2 separate regions of the Sus scrofa genome follow, and region 1 is linked to region 2. A link is a contact called in public HiChIP or PLAC-seq data. All regions are on one chromosome and are shown on one strand. The core of a region is the stretch at or near the end of the contact, and the rest is flanking DNA. Distances in the headings are between cores, read along the strand shown. Region 1 has its middle 19 kb from the start of MLIP. Region 2 overlaps MLIP (muscular LMNA-interacting protein).

The links. HiChIP or PLAC-seq counts read pairs in DNA pulled down with a chosen protein or histone mark.
Region 1: an H3K27ac HiChIP or PLAC-seq map of skeletal muscle shows a contact between it and region 2. The contact joins two enhancer-like sites. A contact is called at or near these places in 4 of 47 Hi-C or Micro-C datasets (embryonic fibroblasts, heart right ventricle and skeletal muscle) and 1 of 2 datasets of contacts at active chromatin or transcription factors (skeletal muscle).

The regions. Positions count from the first base shown.
Region 1 is chr7:26,818,582-26,823,237 of Sscrofa11.1, reverse strand. It overlaps the pseudogene LOC106504380. Among named protein-coding and RNA genes, the nearest start is that of MLIP, 19 kb to the right of the region's middle. Within about 2 kb of position 1,672, at least 7 of the 83 cell types and tissues checked have an H3K27ac peak or open chromatin away from gene starts, as enhancers often do. A contact at or near this core is called in skeletal muscle, where this site is marked.
Region 2 is chr7:26,600,316-26,604,989 of Sscrofa11.1, reverse strand. The region is part of intron 10 of MLIP (muscular LMNA-interacting protein); the gene reads left to right. Among named protein-coding and RNA genes, the nearest start is that of TINAG, 80 kb to the right of the region's middle. Within about 2 kb of position 2,054, at least 1 of the 83 cell types and tissues checked has an H3K27ac peak or open chromatin away from gene starts, as enhancers often do. A contact at or near this core is called in skeletal muscle, where this site is marked.

The sequences.
Region 1 (4,656 bases), core at 423-2,922, 220 kb before region 2:
GAGCAAGAGTCACCCCTGGGTCTTTTCTGTCCAAACACTGTTGAAGCAGGGACAGATCCTGGGGACAGCCCAGTGCACTGCCCATTTGTGCAATACTTTACATCTTTTTTTGTAAGACATATACAGTGTGATCAATAAAAAAAACAGGACTTAGGAGCCCTATGATGCTCTTCTCCCCCCCCCCCACTTTAAAAGTTTTATTGATGTATAATTGATTTAGAATGTTGTGAAAATCTCTGTGTACAACAAAGTGATTCAGCTATATGCATACACACATCCATCCATGCTTTTTCAGATTCTTTTCCCATGTAGGTTATCACAGAATATTGGGTAGAGTTCCCTGTGCTATACTGCAGCTTCCTGTTGGCCAATCGATCCATATACCACAGTGTGCGTATTTCAACCCCAAATTCTCAATTTATCTCCCCCCCCCCCCCGCCTGCCTCCTTTGGTAACCAGAAGTGTGTTTTCAGTCTGTGATTCTGTTTCTGTTCTGGAAATGAGTTTATTTGTATCCTTTTTTTTTAAGAGCCCACATATATTATCTTATGTCTTTCTCTGTCTGACTTCACTTAGTATGATAATCTCTAGGTCTGTGTTGAAAATGGCATTACTTCATTCTTTTCTTGGTTGAATAATATTCCATTGTATATATGTACTACATCTTCTGTATCTAGTCATCTGTTAACGGACATTGAGGTTGCTTCCATGTCTTGGTTATTGTAAATAGTGCTGCGGTGAACTTTGGGGTGCATATATCTTTTCAAATTAGAGTTTTTGTCTTTTCTGGATATACGTCCAGGAATGGGATTGCTGGGTGTTTTTAGTTTTATGGTGGGGTATTCTGAATGGACTTAGTTTATCAAAGTAAGGAACAGAATTTAGGGAAGAAAGGAAGCTGAGGACTTACTAAGGCCAGCAGTTTCTATTTTTCTCTCAGCCACAAACCTGGGTAAATAATAGTTTTAGATTGATAAGTAGCAATAATTTCTTTTTTGGGGTAGGGGGCGCTGCACCCGTAGCCTATGGAGATTCCCACATTAGGGGTCAGATTGGAGCTGTAGCTGCCAACCTACACCACAGACACAGCAACGCCTGATCTGCACCTCGTCTGTGATCTACACCACAGCTCATGGCAATGCTGGATCCTTAACCCACTGAATGAGGCCAGGGATTGAACCTGTGTCCTCATGGATGCCAGTCAGATTCGTTTCTGCTGAGCCACAACAGGAACTCCTGATAAGTAGCAATCATTTCTTGTTTAAAAGTCCTTGTATTAATTACTTGTCTATTAATTGAAGCACAATTTCCACAAGCTTTGGCAGTTCCACTTTGGGACACATTTCCTGTTTGCTTTGGTCCTTGGAAATTGCTGCGGAGTTGAATTGATGACCTCCTCACGGGCACTTTACTGATTGAGTCCTGGGGGTGGGTGTTTGGTCGTGTCAACTGTAGTCATTAAATCTGGAGAAAGTTACCATCTCCATGGCTTTGGGGGCTGGATTCAGCCATAACGAGGTGAATGGAGGATCCCATAGATGGTTTTTGTTTATTTACAATTCCAAACAAGGAGTAATAGAATAAGAGGCTTGATGAGTTACTTTTTGTCCCCTGGGAAGAAGCTGTCTCAGACCTGGCTGACCTGATTCTGTGGATGACTCAGCCTCTGAAGGGCGTCTCATTCCGGAAAGTGAATCATGCAAGGGTAGGAAGCCACACGTGAAACGGGGAGACAGGGCTCCCCGGAGCTGTATTTAAGCTGATGTTTTACCACATTTTCTGTCTGTAATTCCTCAGATACGGCAGTTAGGTCAAGCCAGAGAGCTGTGCTTTTCTGCTGAGGACGTGGTCACCACGTTAACATCTCTCGCCCTTGATTGTGCCATTTGGAAGATGAAATTCTTGCATTTCCCAGATTTTGAATTCAGTGTTGCCTTGGAAATGTGTTCCTCACGGCCGAGGAGGGTTAGCTGCCTGGTAGAGGGGCAGCGGAACCCAGTTCCTCTTGCCACGCACTGGCTGCCCCAGAGTAAAGTTAGCAGCCTAGGAGACCAGCCTGCTAAGGGAGATATGTCAGTCATCAAACAGTTAAAGTGCTGTTGCCCCTCTTTGCTCTATGTTATGGGGAAGTTGTCTTCGGGGAAAAGTGAATGGTCTCTCCTTTTGCTTCCCACCTCAAGGTTTCTCTGACCCTCGCTGCTTTGACATTTGCCTCTTTGTGCCTGAAGCTGTCTCGTTATATTTTGCCTCTTTTCTGCTATCTGCTCCCAGCTCTTCTTCTCTTTCTCTCTCCTTAGAGTTTCCTTTGCTTCTCTCTCATTTCCTCTCAGATTGTCTGTCACTTTGATTTTTTATAAACACACAATTATTACTAGCAGATTACAGATTCTAATAAATGATGAGGGGAAATTGAGAATAGTTTCCTTTACGAATTTTCAGATCATTCTGTGTGTATGTGACTGAAACTTATTCATTTATTGAATGCTATTTCCTTAATCCTCCTCCCTAAATGAATAACTGAAATATACTTGCTCATAGTACCTCTTGCTCAGGTATCTCTCTTGCATAAATTCTCTGATGCAATCCTTTCCAGAAAACTTTGGAATTCTTTTTTCTTTTTTTATTTTGGCTTTTTTTAGGGCTGCAGCTGCAGCATATGGAAGTTCCCTGACTAGGGGTCAAATCGGAGCAATAGCTGCCAGCCTATGCCACAGCCACTGCAACTTGGGGTCCAAGCCATGTCTGTGACCTATATACCACAGCTCATGGCAATGCTGACTCCTTAACTCACTGAGTGAGGCCAGGGATCGAACCCAAGTCCTCATGGATACTAGTCAGGTTCCTTACCATAAGAACTTCCATCTCTGGAATTCTTGAGCAGATACATTTGCGTAGATAGTATTAGGATCTTGTGAAAAAAAAAATATGCTTTTTCAAGTGTGACTGCAGGGGACCCAGAGGCCAGCAGGTGTCAGGCTCACCCAGGAAAGGATCTGAAGATGGCTTCATCATGGTTTTTCTTTAAGACTGTGTTTGCTTTTTTTGAATGAATTTTTGAAGAACCAAAGTTAGGCTCTTGTTTGTTTTAAGGCAAACTCTAGGTTGGTTTAAAGAGAAAGTGGATCATCTCACACCCAAAGTAGTATACTGATTGAGAATTGTTTAATAGGTGATGTCGATTTTATTTTCACTTGCTGGCTACTTGATGGATGATGGGGGACAGAGCTCCCATAGCTGTCCCTTGCGGTCCCTACAGCAGTGTCCTCGCCCCTGGAGTTTTGGAGTTTGTCCTCCTCCGTGCCCACCACACACCCGCCCACCTTATTTTCTGAGGAGGAAAGAGAGATCTGGAAAAGAACTGTGAGAGACGCTCAGCCGTAAGGAAGAGGATCAAAGTTGGGACTAAACTTGAGCCGAAGCAGCTGGGTGATCATCAAGTCTGAATGCTGACCCCGCATGATTGGAGTCCGGAGCTCCTGGCAATGCCATTGACCTTGGGGCTTCTCTGTTCTGTTCAGATGTAGGGGGCACAAGCCGCATCAGACTGCAGAAGGCTGCCCAAGCCTAGGATTGTTCACAAGTGATTATCCTCAGTGCAATCCCCATAGTAACTGAGGGGGGCTGTCAGGCAGTCATCTGGCATCGTTTTTTCTCCTCGGGCGCCACAGCACTGCTGTCTGAGAGGGGCCTGGGGAACTTGCTGTTTACGTAGTAATCAGCTGGAGAGCACTTCTCTTTGCTGGTCTGTGCTTGGGAACGGACTAGCAAGCCGGAAATCAGCCCACGTCCACTGTCCTAGTTCCTGAAGGTGTCTGAAGGTGAAGGACACCGTGCCGTTTGCTGTGGGCTCCCCAAACCTGAGCAGGCTGCAGAGCTCTATGCCCAGCTGTGATGCTGACAGTGGCTTTTACAAAGGAGAGGGCTTGCCAAGCTCCCCGATGAAATGAAGCTCAACAGATTTGGAGACCAGCTTCAGGTGGGCCTCCCTAAGTGTTACCCTCCCTGGGCTTTCAAAGGTAATTTATGACTGTTACACATTTTTTGTTTGAATGTTGGTTTTTTTGGTTTTCTTTCATTTTTGTCAAATGGAATGGCTCTCTAAAGCAGAGGGCGCAGGTAACTTTGATAGAGGCAGCTGGTAGGACCGTCATCTAGCCGCTTAGGACCAGGTTGCTGGACAGGGAGTGCATTGCCTGGGTCTTTCTTAGAGGAAGAGCTTGCTGGCCAGCTGCAGGGAGTGCAGTGAGCAGACTAATCACGTACCCTTCTACGTCGGCCTCAGTGGCAGAACGCTTTGCCCTGTCTCCCTCCACGCAGGCAGCCACCTCCAGAGACTGACCTGAAGAAAGGGATTAAAGCCTGGCCAGCCATCTTCACCAGTGGGGACCAGCTCTGATGGCCCGACCCGCCGGAGCTCCCACTTGGATTGACCAGGCCTTGTTGGGCCTGCACTGAAGCTCCTCTTTTCCTTTCACGCAATCCAGCTCTGTGCCCTTCCTTTCACACCTGTTGACCCTCATTCATCTCAGCAACAGTTCTTTGGGAAACCTGATCCTCAACAATTAACCTCTTTGACTTAGAAAACTTTATAGCCCCATAAAATCAAATGCCTAAAAGCCTTTGGTGATCATTTCATTTTCAATATTTAAATAAAGA
Region 2 (4,674 bases), core at 805-3,304:
TGTATGTTCCTTGAGGAGAAGCTAGGACCCTGCCCCAAGGCTGCACGGCTCCTCCCTGGTCTCCGTGTCCCTCCCTTCCCTGATTAGCAGCTGCTCTTTGCAACTCAGGTAAGGTCGTGGAGGCTGAGGCTTATTCCCTAAAAACAAGCAATGGGGGACACAGGAAGGCTTGAGTGCCTAGGAACCCCACAGGGCACTAGCTCGATTACAGCACTACAAACACAAAGAAAGGAGAGGTTGTAATCTTCATAATGGAAAGGTTTAATTCAGGCCAAAATTTCCTTTAACAAGACAAATAAGACCCTCTATATGCCAAAGGATAAAATTTACATGGGAAAAAACCAATCATTAGAATATATGAATATCAAAGTATGACATCAACACTCATAGGCAAAAGCAAGAGATGGGATGAGAAAAAGTGAAAATATATTGGTATTAAGATACTTTAACTTATGGAGTTCCCGTTGTGGCTCAGTGGTTAACAAATCTGACTAGGAACCACGAGGTTTTGGGTTCAATCCCTGGCCTCGCTCAGTGGGTTAAGGATCTGGTGTTGCCACGAGCTGTGGTGTCGGTCGCAGACGCGGCTCCGATCCCACGTTGCTGTGGCTCTGGTGCAGGCTGGCGGCTACAGCTCCGATTAGACCCCTAGCCTGGGAACCTCCATATGTTGTGGGTGCAGCCCTAGAAAAAACAAACAAAAATACGTTAGCTTATTTTTCAATTTATGATAAATTATGTAGGAAGGTAGGTAAAGATAGATCCTCTGTAGTAAATTGAATTAATACATATGTCGTTGGACTCTGTATCCTGCAAGGAAACAAAACCAAAGCTATTCTTTTGCAGACATGTGGAATCTTCACAAAAACTGACCCTGTATTAGGCCAAAAACCCCCCAAACCTAGTATTTGCCAAGATAAAATTAATACAAGATGGGACAAGATAGAAGTAGTGGTTAAGATGTACAAACTACTATGAATAAAATAAATAAGCTCTAAGGATGTATTGTACAGCACAGGAAATATAGGCAATATTTTATAACAATTATGAATGGCGTATAGTCTTTAAAAATTGTTAATCACCACATTATACACCTAAATTTTATATAACATTATAAATCAACTGTATGTCAATAAAAAACTTATTAATTGCCAAGATAAAAATAATACAGAGAAATTTCTCCAAGCACAAAAAAAATTTTGTAAATTTGTAACAAAGTTAGAAAACCAATTTCTTGCCATCTGCATATTGAAAAATTTGCTTTTCAACAAATTATTTGATTAAAGAGGAAATTCAAAATGAAATTTCTACTGGGAAAAATTTGTGAAATTTTCATCTATTATAACTCATCAAATATTGTTAAAATAGCCCTTAGAAGAAAATGTATAGCTCTAAGTATGCTTAATGAATAAGAAAGTAAAAATAAATCAATTAAATATTCAGTTTGAAAATTTTAAGAGCAATAAAATCTTCTGTGCATAAGAAAAGTAAAAGAAAGGGTTTTATAGGAATTGACAAAAGATAACTATAAGACAGAAAAGCATAGAAATCATACATAAAAATATGTTTTTGAAAAAAGTATATAAAATAGTAATAGCGTAGTAACGCTGCTACAATGTAGCACTGCTTTCAAAATTCTAAAGGAAATTATTTTGCAACTTAGAATTTTGGATTTAATCCAAAAAATTAAAAGATTCTGTCCAAAAAAATAAATATAAAGGCAGAACAAAGTTTTCAACAAGCAAAGTGTCAACAATTTGCTTCCCAAACTCCATTTTCCCAGGAAGCTCCTTTAAGGCCCAGTGAATATGAGAGGACCCATGGAGAAGAAAAATCTGGGAGACGGGGAATAGGAGATCAAACACAAAAGAAAGGCAAAGAAAATTCCTAGGATGATGGTAAAAAAAAAAATCACAGAATAACAACTTACACAACACATAGGAGACAACCAGGCAGACTGGAAATATGCCTCCAGTGACACACATGGCATGCCCTTGAAGCTGTCCCCACACAGGATCCTTTCAGGTTTGTACAGTACTGTCCACAGACAGTGCTCAAGTGATCCTGTCCAAAATTCTTTGCTAGCTTTGGCCGTCCAAGGGCTGAAAAAAGCCTCCTGTCCCTCCCTGCCCAGCTGCCTGGAATAGCTGACATCATCTGACCTGACAGAAGTGTTCAGGTTTGACTGACTCATGAGAGATGGAGGTGGCCACAGCCAGCTTAGAAGTGTGGAGCATGGACCGGCGCATCCTCCCCAGACGGTTTCCTCTAGATGAGCTGGACCTTAACCTGCCAGATTGCTCCCTATGAGGAACTCTCTGATTCCCCTGGATGACAAAAGGCTGTCTCCTGACATCCGGGCAAGGAGTTCTTCAACCTTCCAGTGATACAAATGAACTTATATACAAAACAGAAACAGACCCACAGACATTTTTTAACAAATTATGACAAATGTATGGTTACCAGAGGGGGAAAAAGGTGAGGGAGGAATAAATTCGGAGTTTTGGATTAACCTATACACATTACCATATTATAAAGTAGATAACCAACAAGGATCTACAGCCTACCACAGGGAACTTACTCAATATTTTGTAACAACCTATAAGGGAAAAAGATTCTGAAAAAAAAATATGTATAACTGAATCATTTTGCAGTACACCTGGAACTAACACAACATTGTAAGTTAACTATACTTCAATAAAACTAAATTCATTAAAAAAAAATCAAGGAACGAAAAAAGCTGAAGCCAGATTATAAACCAGAGACCATTCAGTTCCTCTTTTCCTAGGCACTGTCAACTACCAATAACAATGCTGCCTTTTCCTAACACAGCTAGTCGTCGTGCTCACCACTCCTATTAATCATCTTCCAAACCAATTAAGAAATGTAATGCTAAAATAATTTTTGATAAAATAATGGAATAGTTATTAGGAAGTAATACAAAATTAAAATACATTTTAATCTACAAGTCATCTTTAGTGGGCAAATATACTAGCCTTCCATTAAAATTGCACATTCACACAAGTATTACTTAATAGTAATAAGTTAGAGGCATTAGCCAATGGAATTGGACAAAAGAAAGAAGTGAAAAGTATAAGAATTGACAAAGAAGATGTAAATTTATGACTGCTAGGTGATGTGATATTTTAGGTGATATACCTGGAAATTCAAATAGAATCACCAAATGATGATTATAATCAGTGGAATAACTTGGTGCTGTGTCTCAGGGAATCCATAGCTTTCATATACTCATATAGAAATGTTCCAAAATTATTGCCAAATGGGGAAAAAAAAACCTTGAACAAATAAGATGCAGAATACTGTATATAGGATGCTAACTTTTTTTTTTTTTTTTTTTTTTTTTTTTGTCTTCTTAGGGCTGCACCCATGGCATATGGAGGTTCCCAGGCTAGAGGATGAATCGGAGCTGTAGCTGCCGGCCTATGCCACAGCCACAGCCACACGGGATCTGAGCCGCATCTGCGATCTACACCACAGCTCATGGCAATGCCAGATCCTTAACCCACTGAGCGAGGCCAGGGATAGAACCTGCGTCCTCATGGGTACTAGTCAGATTCATTTCCACTGAGCCATGACAGGAACTCCAAGGATGCTAACTTTAAATAAGTGTATGCTTGTAGTGTGTGTGTATGAAATAAGAATGTATATTTGTATTAGCTTGATAAATAAAATAAATACTAGGCACAAACAAGACACTAATAAAAATAAAACATATTTAGTCACATTTTCAAGGTACAGAGGATTGAAACCCTTATTTCTATGAATGTAATAACCCTAGCACTAGAATTTTCTAAAGACCTACTTAAAATTTTCTCAGAGATCTAAAAAGTGTGTTTTGAAGTAAATTTTTAAAGTTAAATTTGAACTCATTGCAGGGACATCTTCTGATACAGCAGACGCATTCAGTATAAATTTTAGAAAACCAGTCAGTGGCTTAAAAATACATGGTCTTGGGAGTTCCCATCCTGACTCAGCAGTAACAAACCAGACGCTTATTCATAAGGACGCTTATTCATAAGGATCAGATGTGGCTTGGATCTCGAGTTGCTGTACCTGTGGTATAAGCCAGCAGCTGTAGCTCTGATTCGACCCCTAGTCTGGGAATTTCCATATGCCATAGGAGTAGCCCTAAAAAAGCAAAACAAAACAACAACAACAACAAAAAAGCATGGTTTTGGCAAAATCAATTCAGCTTATAAGAAAAAAATATTAATTATGTAGTTTTAAAAGATGAATTTACCTGTTTAGCTGAATGTCATTTTGAGCAACGTGAATATTTTATCCTAAATTTCCATTCTACACAAAGCCAAATATATGCATTCGTTGCTAATGGAACAGAAAAATAATTGAATGATAGAATGCATTCTTGACCTCATAGAAAACACAGTATTCCTTTGAAAATTCAATCATTACTACATTAAGCATCTATTGTATTAAGCATTGTGATTGGTGCTGAGGTCACAAAGGTGAACAAAACAGGTTTCATTTTATAAAGTGTATGCCCTAAGGGGTTTTACTGTAGAGCAATCACTGTCAATTTTTTATTTTACTCAAAAAAATTTCAGGAATATAAGAGACACTTTAAAAAGATCTGAAAAAAAATAGTCCTAGTCTTTCATGATATATACGTGTACAGGCCCTTTTTGCAAGTTT